2 separate regions of the Mus musculus genome follow, and region 1 is linked to region 2. The links are chromatin contacts, called in public HiChIP or PLAC-seq maps. All regions are on one chromosome and are shown on one strand. Each heading gives the region's core, a stretch centred on a gene start, on an enhancer-like site or on the middle of the called end of the contact. The rest is flanking DNA. Distances are from core to core; before and after follow the strand shown.

Evidence for each region. HiChIP or PLAC-seq counts read pairs in DNA pulled down with a chosen protein or histone mark.
Region 1: a contact with region 2 is called in an H3K27ac HiChIP or PLAC-seq map of the NIH/3T3 cell line, with 5 times the contacts expected there. The contact joins two enhancer-like sites. A contact is called at or near these places in 1 of 15 datasets of contacts at CTCF or cohesin (the NIH/3T3 cell line), 5 of 484 Hi-C or Micro-C datasets (cerebellar granule neurons and embryonic stem cells) and 2 of 115 datasets of contacts at active chromatin or transcription factors (the NIH/3T3 cell line and pancreatic cancer cells).

What each region holds. Positions count from the first base shown.
Region 1 is chr6:72,276,110-72,282,117 of GRCm38.p6, forward strand. No RefSeq gene overlaps it. Among named protein-coding and RNA genes, the nearest start is that of Gm30782, 24 kb to the left of the region's middle. Within about 2 kb of position 1,667, at least 82 of the 459 cell types and tissues checked have an H3K27ac peak or open chromatin away from gene starts, as enhancers often do. A contact at or near this core is called in the NIH/3T3 cell line and pancreatic cancer cells, where this site is marked.
Region 2 is chr6:71,986,413-71,992,630 of GRCm38.p6, forward strand. No RefSeq gene overlaps it. Among named protein-coding and RNA genes, the nearest start is that of Gm26628, 26 kb to the left of the region's middle. RefSeq lists an enhancer at 2,921-5,649. Within about 2 kb of position 4,254, at least 180 of the 459 cell types and tissues checked have an H3K27ac peak or open chromatin away from gene starts, as enhancers often do. A contact at or near this core is called in the NIH/3T3 cell line and pancreatic cancer cells, where this site is marked.

The sequences.
Region 1 (6,008 bases), core at 417-2,916, 290 kb after region 2:
ATTCTATTTATTTGCTTGTCTTATGTTGTTGTTGTTATTGTTGTTTTGAGGCAGCATCTCATGTAGCACAAACTCAAACTTGGTATGTAGCCAAATCCTGATCCTCTTGCCCCAACTTCCCAAGTGCTGGGATTACACACAAATTCCAGTACACTTTTATGTAGGAGTGTTTTGTCTGCGTACATATTTATGCATCACATGCATGCAGTGCCCAAGGCGGCCAGAAGAGGGTATCAGATCTGAAATTGGAGTCTTGGGTGTTCATGAGCTGCCGGTTAGGGGCTGAGAATCAAACCTGGGCCCTCTGCAAGAGCAGCGGGTGCTCTTAACCCCTGAGCCACCTCTCAAGCCAGGAGTTTGGATCATTTGAAAAAGCTTTGGATGTGGGCATGCTCTGTCCGGAGACGGTAACTCCAGTCCTCCCCTGCTCTCTCTCCCTGAGGTGGTTTCCTTGCCCACTCTCAACCCTTAGTTCCCATTTTGCCTCTTTGGGCTGTAAAAACTGCTTCGGCCACCGAGGAGCTAGAAGGGTTACCCTTGTTCCTGTGGGCTTGCGTCAGCTGGCCAAGCCTGTGGCTCTCGGGGCCAGTCACATTTATTCCCTAGAATCGAGGACTGAGAGGGAGGATCTCTGTGTAGCTGGGAGCACGTTCTGTTTCCAGAAGGCCTTGAAAAGCTTAATGCAGCCTTGTGAAGAGGCAGCATTGGGGTCATGGATGGGGGTGATCAAAATGGACAACTTTATTTCCAAGGAATATCTTCGCCTGCTGGGAGCTGGGTTCAAAACCTTACTCTCTGGTTCCATGCATCTCTCTCCAAGTCCTTCTACCCCCAGACTCCCCGGGTGGTCACCTGCCCTCAACCAACCTCGATGCTCACTGCCCTCCTACCCACCTTCCTGGCTGGAAACGTAATCCAGGCCCTTGTTGTTCCACCAGGACCCTTTCTGCCCTCCTCCTCGGGCCCCCACTGAAGCTCAGAGCAGCCGAAGGGGAAAGAGCTGGCCTCCTCCGCACAACTTCCCAAGAACACGGAGTCCTCCACCCCCATCTCCGGTTCCCACCTCAGCACACCGCCCCCTCCGCGCTCAGTCCAGAAGTGCGTTAGGACACGTTTGAGTGGACCACTCATGAGAACCATGTAAACAGTGGTTTCCTCACATTCCTGTCGCCTTTGTTTCTTAAGACTGAAGAGTCTAAACTGGAGAGGTCTCCCTCTCCCTCCCCATTCCTTGGCTCTTGCTTTGACCTTGGGGTTAGGGATGTGGCTGGCCTGGGTTGCTGGACTTACACATGGCTGGTTGACTCATGGTCTCCACTTGCCTCTATGCTGGTCTAGGAGTAAGAATTGTCTACGTGACAAGACAGGGCCCAGGCTACAACAGCAAAGTTGCACCCAGGGTAAGTTCTATGCCTGACCATTGTGCTGCCCTGACTCCGCACAGCCGCAGCCACAGCCACAGATGGCCTGCAGGACAAGCCTTCCAGCTCTGCCCACAACTGTCCCAGCCAAGGGACCTGGCTTCTCTTCTAGGATGTGGTGTGGGTCTCAGGGGACGGATAGAACAATGCCAGGCCCCTTATCAGCAGCTAATCCCGGCCTGGCCGGCTCTGGGACTTCCCTTCTCAGAAACACCGGCGCTTATTTTAACACATGGCTAGTTCATGTCTGACTCAGCCCTAATTGCAGACAGTGAAAAGACAATTTCTCCCTAGAGCCACAGCCAAGAGCAAACACCTTCAAGTCCTCCAGAAATGGGCCTGGCTTCCTTCTGCCTCTGTCAGAGGGCTCCTGGTGCCACAAAATGGAGGAGCCAGCCAGAAGCAGAAAGCCCAGAAAGAACTCCTCAGCTTCCATCTCTTTCAGGGTTCAGATCACCAAAGTCCCGAGAAAGCAGGCTCCAGTTTAGAGTCACTCAGCCAGGATGGGATTCCTGGGCCGGTCCCTGGTGCCTATCCTATGTACTTCTAAGTACTAAGGGTGTGTGTGTGTGTGTGTGTGTGTGTGTGTGTGTGTGTGTGTGTGTGTGTGTGTGTGTAAGAACTCTCAGACATTGTCCTTGAGGTTTGTCTCTGTTCATGTTTCTATTCTATACTTTCTTAGGACTTGTTTCCTCTCAGGGATCAAGTGGGGTACATCACAGCAGCAAGAGGGGGTCTCAGGTGCCCCAGGATTGACTTTGTCTAGAAGGGGGAAATATCATTAAGTTGGAATCTCCAAGTAGGCTGGGCACGGTGGTACAAGCCTACAATCTTAGCACTCAGGAAGTGGAGGCAAGAGAGTCAGAGGTTCAAGGTCAGCCTCAGCTACATAGTGAGCTTGAAGCCTGAGATACACGAGACCCAGTCAAAGGAAGAAAGAAAGGGAAGAAGGGAAGGAGAGAAGGAAGGAGGGAAGAAGAGAACCTCCAACCTAAAACAACTTGCTTAGGTGAGCAGGATGCAGGGGCACAGGTGCCAGTGCCCTCCAAGGACATCTGCAGCTCTGGAAATAGAAACCTAGGGAGGAATGGCCTCCAGAGCACGGCTCTACTCCAGGTTTCAGTGAATATTTGTACCAAACTCTAAGTGGGGAACAGGACTGGAGATGAAGCTTGGTGGTAGTATACTTGCCTAGCATGTACAAGGCTAGGGGTCCAAACTTTAGCACATGCACAGAAAGAGACAGAGACAGACAGAGAGACAAAGACAGACAGAGAGACAGAGGTGAAAATAGAGACAGACAGACAGACAGACAGACAGACAGACTCGGGGACTGCCTCTCAGTGCCCCCAGCTCAGTCCAGCACCTTGTTCTGATTCTTGTCATCTCAAACCCAGACTCTGGAAGCAGCTATTTGTGGTCAGAGCCTGTGCCTAACTTAAACTGCAGGATTTGGAAGCCAGAGAGTTCCTTGGTGATTCCCTCTGTCTAAAAGGGCTAGTTAGCCACTAAAGCAGTAGGACCCCTGTTAGCTGACATAGCCTGATCGAGAGCTATGGACACTAGTCCCTGGAACGATAGCACTGGGGGACCAGCCTGTGACAACAGGAAGTTAATGCCTGTGGCCCTTAAGACCAGGCTTTTCAGATCCCCGAAAAGTAGAAATAGAAGCCAGAGCTGCTGCTGCTGCTGCTGCTTCTTCTTCTTCTTCTTCTTCTTTTTTTTCTATTATGGTCAGAAGATTCCAGAACTAGGACAAATTTAATCCACATAATGTGTGTTCTGCTCTTCAGTCCAAAGATCAAATGGGCCTTCATTATCTGACTTACCGAGTGCATAACCAAATATTTCCCTCTTTTCTACCTTGAGTTGTGATAAAGGTCAACATTAGGTGTTTTTCATTAGCTATGAAGATGGGAGAGAAGAGTAGAAACTCTAAACTGATGTTTAAGGGGTCTGAGCTTCAGTAATTAAGACATAGCTTACTTTGTAATTATGCCCCCCCCCACACACACACACACATATGCGCACACACACACTATTCTGGTGTGGTCTTTTGTTATTGTTATTGTAATATTTGGTTTGGTTTGGGGTTTTATTTTAAGATAATCTTGAGCTTCTGATACTTCCTTCGCCTCCTGAGTGCTGGGATATCAGGCATGTGCTGCCACGCCCAGGTCTGTGAACTCCCGATTACACCTACGGCTCGAGGGCAAGCACTTTACCGACTGAGCTACAACCCCAGCTTCACACAGTATCTTTTAAAGGACATCTATATGTATGCTTGCTCTTAATATTTTTCCATTTTCAATAATTACAAACATTAAAAGACATCACACATGGGGCTGGTTCAATGGTTGAGAGCACTGGCTGCTCTTCCAGAGGTCCTGGGTTCAATTCCCAGCACCGACAGAATGGCTCACAGCCATCTTTTAACCCCAGTTTCGGGAGATTTAAGAGCACTGCACACACATGGTGCACAGAATTATATGCAAACAAAACACCCTACACAGAAAAGAAAATAAATGTGAAAAGAAACAACCTTTTAAAAAATCAGAAATACATGGGGTGAGGTGCTGCGGTTGTAGTTCAGTGGAAGAGCCCTGGGCCCCAGCAGGACCACTTTCCCAAATGTTAACGATGTTTCTCCTTGTGCTAGAGATTGTACCTAGAGACTTGGGCAAGCCAGGTTCAGCCCCTAAGCCCCAGCCCTCAACGCTAACATCTTATATAGACACAGCTTAATCAGCAAAACTGAAGTATGAAAAAGGAGTAGAACACTGTTAACTTAGCTCCAGATACTAATTACAGTGCATCAATTGTCACACTGATGTTCTTTTTCCAACCCAGGATCTCAGCTGGCGCTGGCTTGTCTCTGTAGCCTCCAGTGATCTGAGACAGTTTCTTCACTCCCGCCTGTCATGATTGTGACATTTTTGAAGAGCAATGGCCAGTTACTTTGCAGAACGCTCCTCATATTTTGCAAATGTGAGGTGTGTCTGGTATTTTTCACGATTAGATTGTAGGTCTGTACGTTGGGCAAGAACACTACTGAGGAGACATTGTGTCCTCAGTCATCCCAGCACGGGGGCAGGCAGCTGCCTCAGCTCCTGATGACAGAGAGATAAGTACTTGGATTAGGTGGCGCCCAAGGGATGGGTTGCAAGCAAAGTCCCTGTTTCTCCTTTGAAAGTAACATGTTGTGTGAAGAGGCATTTTGAGAATGTGCAATGTCTTTCGTCTGTACTATCCCCACCACTACTTTCAGCTCCAGGAATGAGCCTCTAACCATTACATTACATTGCACTACATCACTCTACATTACATCACACCACATTGCAGTAGCCAAAAGCTGGGTTTTCTATTTTCAGTGTTCCTTTTCCCTTGACCAGGTAGACTTCTAGGGAAGAAAGAGTATCCTTCTTCCTTTGTTGGCTTATTCAACTCTTTGCATATGCCAGTGTGGGGAAACCGATACTAGTCTGATTCCAAATCATTATCTGCTACAGTTGTTAATTATTTGTAACTCTAATTCTCCCAGACTTGATCAGCAGAAACCTATGATGATCAAACTGTGTGTGATTCTGTCTCAAACAGAAAGAATGATATTTGAGATCAAGTTTTCATGGGGGATTGGCAAAGAGGCTCAGCAGATAAAGACACTTGCCACCAAACCTCCAAATCTAACAACTCTCACAAGTTGTCCTCTGACATCCATGAACTGTGGCGCATTCATGCTTGTGAGTACACACACACACACACACACACAAATAAATATAATAAATATATTTTTTAATTTAAGGTTTTTAATTTATTTTTATTTTATGTGCATTGATATTTTGCCTACATGTATATCTGTTTAGATCTGGAAATACAGACAGTTGTGAGCTGCTGCCATGTGGGTGCTGGCAATTGAACTTGGGTCTCCTGGGAAAGCAATCATTGCTCTTAACCACTGAGCCATCTCTCCATCCCAGTGTATATAATTTAAAAACATATTTCATTGGGATGTGGTTCAGTTGATAGAGTGCTTGCCTAGTGTGCATGAAGCTAGGTTTGATCCTCAACACTGCATGAAACTATGGTGGTAGTACTCGACTAAAACCTTAGCACTTGGGAGGTAGAGACAGTGGGTTAAAGGTTCAAGGTCATCCTTGGTTATATAGTGAGGTCAAGGTCAGCTTAGGCTACACAAGGCCTTGTCTGAAAAAGAAAGATCTCATAGTACTGAGATGTCTTTGATTCTAGTGTCTGTCAAAGAAAACTCAACTAGGAAGTGTATAAAGCCATCCTTGGCTATCTTTTGGGCCCAGTTCCAGGATACCCCATAGATATCAAAACTGATACATACACAGATTCATAATATAAGATGGTACCAGTGCTCTGAGATGTGGCTCAGTTAATAAAGTGCCTCCTGGATGTGCAAAGCCATGGGCTCCAGCCCCAGCACCACATAACCTAGTGTAGTAACTCTCCCTTGTAGTCAGTTTAAGGTCAACTTGGACTGGATGGATGGGTAGATGGGTGGATGAATAGATGGATGGATGGATGGATGGATGAATGGATGGATGGATGGATGGATGGATA
Region 2 (6,218 bases), core at 3,004-5,503:
CACTATTCAGCTTTACTGTATTGGAATACAAGGCCATTGTTATGTAAGAGTTTGGTTGCTACAGTCAAAGAAATTGCAACTGAGGATTGAATGATTAAAAGTAATGATTAATTGCCAATTAAGAAAATGCTCTACAGACTTGTGTATGGCCCAATCTTCTGTATGCATTTTCTCAATACTTTTAATTCTCATTCTCTCTCTCTCTCTCTCTCTCTCTCTCTCTCTCTCTCTCTCTCTCTCTCTCTGTGTGTGTGTGTGTGTGTGTGTGTGTGCGCGTGTGCGTGTCGTGTCTTTGTCTTAGGGTTTCTGTTGCTGTGATGAAACTTCATGGCTAAAGAATCTTGTAGGGCTGGAGAGATGGCTCAGCAGTTAAGAGCACTAACTGTTCTTCCAAAGGTCCTGAGTTCAAATTCCAGCAACCACATGGTGGCTCACAACCATCCATAACGAGATCTGACACCCTCTTCTGGAGTGTCTGAAGACAGGTAGGTACAGTGTACTTACATATAATAAATAAAATGCCAGGCAGTGGTGGTGCATGCCTTTAATTCCAGCACTTGGGAGGCAGAGGCAGGCAGATTTCTGAGTTCAAGGCCAGCCTGGTCTACAGAGTGAGTTTCAGGACAACCAGGGCTACACAGAGAAACCCTGTCTTGAACCCACCCAACACCCACCCCCCCAAAAAGAGAATCTTGTAGAGGAAGGGTTTATTTGACTTACACTTCCATATCACAGTTCTTATTGAAGGAAACCAGGAAAGGAACTCAAACACACAGGGACCTGAAGGCAGGAGCTGATGCAGAGGCCATGGAAGGGCACTGCTTACTGGCTTGCTTTTCATAGCTTGTTCAACCTGCTTTCTTATAGAACCCAGGACCAGCAGTCCAGGGGTGGGCCCGCCCACAATGGGCTGGGCTCACCCTCATTAATTACTAATTAAGAAAATGCCCTACAGCCTTGTCTACAGCCCAGTCTTATGTAGGCATTTTCTCAATTGAGCTTTCTCCTGGCAGACAACTTTAGCTTAGATGGAGTTGACATAAAAATTTGTGTATGACTCTGTGTGTGTGACCAAAAATGGTCGAAAGCAACTGATGATTGATGTTACCCTGAAAAGCAGTAGATTTCTTGAGCTTTCTACACAGGCAAAAACCAACCAATGAAACAAACAAACAAAGCAGGTCAGAACTCTACATCTGAAAATGGGGCACTATTATCGGCTCAGCATTCACTAGGAATTCAGACTCTGGCTGAAACTTTGATGCAAGGCATCCCAGGGGACAACTTGTGACTCCAGGCTTGTCTGTGGAAATTGAGGTGTCAGATGACTGCATGTGAAGAAACCAGAGAGCAAAGCTAGATAACGGAGAGGCCTGGCAGGAGGCTGCACTGCCTGAGGCACAGGTCTCCTCTCTGCTCCTCTGGGATGAGGTTGGCCAGACAACAGCTCATAGAGGACCTACAGTGACCTGTAGCGCCACCCCGTATGAAGAGCACAGATGCTCCACTGTCCTCTACCAGTTCCTCCTCCTTGACCTCTGTGGAGGGGAGGAAGGAAAGGAGTCAACACAAGGAGTCACCTCCACTCAGCATCAGAGGGGCATGGCTCGCCTAGGAGGTAGGACTGGAGTTGAAGATAATGTAAGAAGTGATTTGAAGTCCGCTTGGATATGGGGCCTAGGCCAAGCCTTAATGAGTTTGACAGAGCACTCTTGTCCAGAAACACACTTAGGCTAACGTACATCAGTGCCAAAAGCAAAACCTGTAGGGCTAATCAGCTCTTGTGCACTGTGTAATTCACCTGTCAGTAGAGATCTGAATGGCCAATAGCAAAGCAACCGAGAATAGACAGGACACCCAGCAGAGAGAGGCGAACTCTAGGAAAGAGTCAGGCTTGGGAAGATTCACCACCCAGACTCGGAGAAAGTTGGACATATGAAACTGAGGAGAGGTAACTAGCCAGTCATGTGGCAGACACAGAAAGTATAAAAGGGTAAATATAAATTAAGTGCTAGTTGGGGAACAAGCCTAGCTTAAGGCCAAACTAGAAAAAGAAAGAAAGGAAAGACAGGAATTCTGGTGGCTAATCCTATGAACAGGGTGGGCAAATTCAATTGTATCCTCCAACTGGGCATGGTGGCTCCTGCCTGTAATCTACTGTAAGCACTAGGAGAGCTCAGGCAGAAGGATAGCCATGACTTTGAGGCCAGCCTGAACTACAGAGTGAGTCCCTGTCTCCAAAATAAACCAAACCAAAGTCCAGTAACAGCAACAACAAAATACCTGTGTCCTCTGTCCACACCACATGTGATATCCATCTTTTAGACACCATATCCCTAAGAGGAGAATTTGGGAGGATATTTTCACATATGGTCACAATCTCCCAGGAAAATGGAGCATCTTTTATAAACAAAGTAATTATGTGGGGCTGGAGAAATGGTTTAGCAGTTAAGTGTGCTTCCTGAGTTTCTGGAAGCTCTGAGTTCCATTACCAGTACCCAACAACTGCCTTTAACTCCAGCTCCTGGGGGTCCAACACTCTTCTGTTCTCCAAAGATACCTGCATACACATGTGGTGTATACACACACACTCACAAACACTCATACACAGATACACACCCACACACACATACACTCACACACATTCACACATACACACATTCATACACAGACACACACATTCACACACTCATGTGCTCACACATACACTCACACACATAAAAATCCCAGAAAAGGGGGAAAAAATCCCTGCTTCCTGGAAGACTGCCCAAGAAGTTCCTGTTTTGTATACCTAAGAAACTTTGGGAGACACCCTTCCACCTTTTTAAAGTGCTAGCCTATAATCCTAGCACTTGGGACACCAAGGCAGGGGAATCTGGAGTTTGAAACTGGCCTGATTACACAGTGAACTTCCTACCACTCCTAGCTTATGAAGTGGGGACATCACTTTATAAACAAGTGAAAATATAAATAAAAGGTCAGTGAGACGGCTCAGCAGGTCAAGGCACTTGCAGCCAAACCTGAGGACCCAAGTTCTATCCCCAGTTCCTACATGACAGAAAGAAAGAACTGACTCTTACAAGTTGTTCTACATTTAAGAAAACTATAAATAAATGAATAAACAAAAGGATTCAGGATCTAAGCAAGACACAGATGTCTATTCCCTGAGGGGAAGTCCCAGCAGGAGCGCTGAACTCCAACACTGAATTTTCTGGGACTCCATAAGTTGGCTAAAAGTAATTTCAAAAACCAGAAGGAACTCCACCCTAAACCACAGTGCCCAGCAGGGAAATGGGCCCCTCTGCCAGCCAAGGAGCTGGCGTGCATGGCTACCTCAAGTCTAAATATCACACCATGGTCAAAAGACTCATAAAACCACAGACAGCTTCTTCCAAGCACTCCTAGGAGAGATGTGTACTTTGAAAATGTTCTAATCCTTTGCTAAATACCAAATACTGGCCGTGTTCTCTGCTCCTGGCACAGCCCCTGCTTCCAGCCCGGATGGGAGGCTGAACCCGGAGAGGGAGGATGGCTCTGTGCACCTCAGCCCTAAGACAGAGTAGGCTCTCCAGCCTTCCCTCCCAAGACCCCAGCCTCACACCCTGTCAGTTTTCTCTCCTCAGAGCAGGAAAGTGAGGTGAGGTAATGTCTCTGGAACCCCACAGTGGCAAGAAGATGAAAAGAATCCGAGAAATGCTGTGTTTAATTTAAAGCAGACCCAGCCTGCCGCCAGGCTGCAATTTCACTCAGAATACCCAGTTTGTTTTTCTTGGACATTCCAGGAACCAACTGGCCACCCCATGTCAAAGCCCAGCAGGAATGCTCCGAGAACGCCTTGCTGTGGGGCACTCAGCTGCCTAGGCCTGGCAGATTGCACTCTCTTCCCTCAGGCCAGGAACTCCTACTGTGGGATGGAATCCTGGTCACTGTAGGAGCCATCTGTTGGCCATTCTTAGCCTGAGACCCCGTTACCCATGTACCTGGCTCTAAGGGTAGTGCTGGCAGTAACAACATGGTGTGTTTATCCTGTGTATTCTCATGAGCCTGGCGTTGTGCTGATCTCTCTATTCCCTGTTTGTCAGACCCTTCCAGCATCCTACGAAGGCAGGAAGGTTTATTACTTTCTACTGTGGCTGCAGTCAAGGCAAAGGGTGATTATGTAACTTGGCCCCGTCACCCAGCTAGGGTTTGAGCTCACAGAGCGCCAATCTAACCTTGGTTGTCCATCAGCAAGTCCCTTCCTTCCCATTGGTTGTCCATCAGCAAGTCCCTTCCTTCCCATGCCGGCACTGCATCAAGATCCTTGGCCCGAATCACTGCTTCTGTGGTATCAGGGTCCACAGTGGTGTCTGCGAAGGGAGTGGTTTGGGACATGGGCACATGGCTGCTGCTGAAAGATAGAGCTGTAGTCACAAGCTCTTCTTTCTAGCTGTTGAAACCCAAATCTGGGGTGGGGTTGGGGGGAGCTCCAGTCCCTGCTGGTTTGTTGCTTCAAGGGATCTGTTGAACTCCTGTCTCTAATCACTGAGTGGCTTAGAGAAATGACAGTGCCAGAGAGAGAGAGCAGGCCCTGGTCTGGGCCCTGCCTGGATCTTAGGCAGTCCCCATGCCCCTTGTTTCTACAGAGCCTTTTTTCTCTATAACAACATCTTTATCTTTGGGGAGAGAGGGAAGAGAGAACACACAAGGCTATCCTGGCTGGGGCCTCCTGTGACCCTGACAGTCTCTGGCTTTATTTTGTATCTGGATTTCTACAGGGAGACCTTGGCTCAAGCAAATGTAGGGGTGGGGGCTGAGGGAGCCAGGCAGGAGAGTGACTTCTGAAGAAGTTTCCAGAACTTAGAAGAGAAATGCATGGGCGGAGCGCTGTAGGGAGAAAGAGAACAGGGACTAGGTGAGGTGGCCCAGATCGATTTAGTCCAGAGGCTGGCTGGCACTGAGGGTAGCCACTCAGCAGGAGGCTGCCCCACAGGAACAGTTTCTGCCTTCTCGCTTTCCAAAACAAACAGGCAGGCAAGGTTGTCTGTCCTTGTGTGCTTCCTCTGTCAGGACTCAGAGCAACCAAAAGGCCATCTGTGTGCAGAGCTCTGCTTCTGGGCCACTTTCGCCGTAATGAGGAATGGACAGGAGCCCAGGATGACAAGACCCAGGGCAGTGGAGCCTGTCACCAGCAAACCTGGGTCTGGCTCCCCTACCTGAGTCAACAAGAGGAGCCCTGGGTTGGGAAAGGGCTAAGAAGGGGGAGCTCTTGGAGAAAGGCTGGCTCAGGGGACAATGAGTTTACTGAGGGAGGACTCAGCTCCCAAGAGATGTTTCCATGGCACCCACAAATGTCAATGGTCACATTGTGTGGGTGGCTTTGGGTCCAGCCTCTCCCCTGCGATAGAAAGACAGTGGGTAGGAGGGAGCCTTGCTCTCTGGCCCCTGGCAAAATTCCCTGGTACCATGCTGTGGGGTGGCAGGCATCGAATGGGAGCCTCCCCACTATCCTTCCTCCTCTGCAGACAAGGGTGAAGCTCTGTGTGTGTGTGTGTGTGTGTGTGTGTGTGTGTGTGTGTGTGTGTGTGTGTGTGTTGTGGGGGGGGGCATGTTCCCAGGAGGGATTCTTGAGGCTAGGGCTGAAGCATCCAGCCCTCTGATCTTCCTGTCCTGGAGGGGATAGAAAGCTGAGAAATGCCCTTTTTCTGTACCTTCTCCAAACCTGAGCCAATAAATCAGCTCTCCCTCCGCTGACTCAGCCACAGGAACTGCAGGTGTTGGTGCCAAGTTTAGAGAAGTGGGAGACTATTTGTAAGTTACAAAACCTCAGGAATATGCAACGTACTTTTCACCAGAGCAGCATGGTAGTTACTTAACCTGGTTAACTCTTAACCAGGTAGCTAGCAACAAATGCTGTGACAGCTACCAACCAAACTTTCTGGCAGTGACCTGGCTGAGGGAGGATGCTGAAGAGCTGTGGCCTGTGGAAAGAGGGCTTCCAGGCAGGGTCCAGGGCAGTTGAGGCATAGCAATGGGAGCTGCCAGGCTCTGGGGCTGGAAAGTGCACAGAACTTCAGAATGACTACCAAGCAGGGGGCTGGGACCCAAGGTGACAACTCACTGAATGGCTGGGCAGGAGGAGAGGCCTCCTCATGTATTTACCCCTCTAGGAGAGTGTCACTGGATAAGGAATAGGCACCCTGGCCCAGAACAGCACTGGGAAGGCTATGTGGCATGTT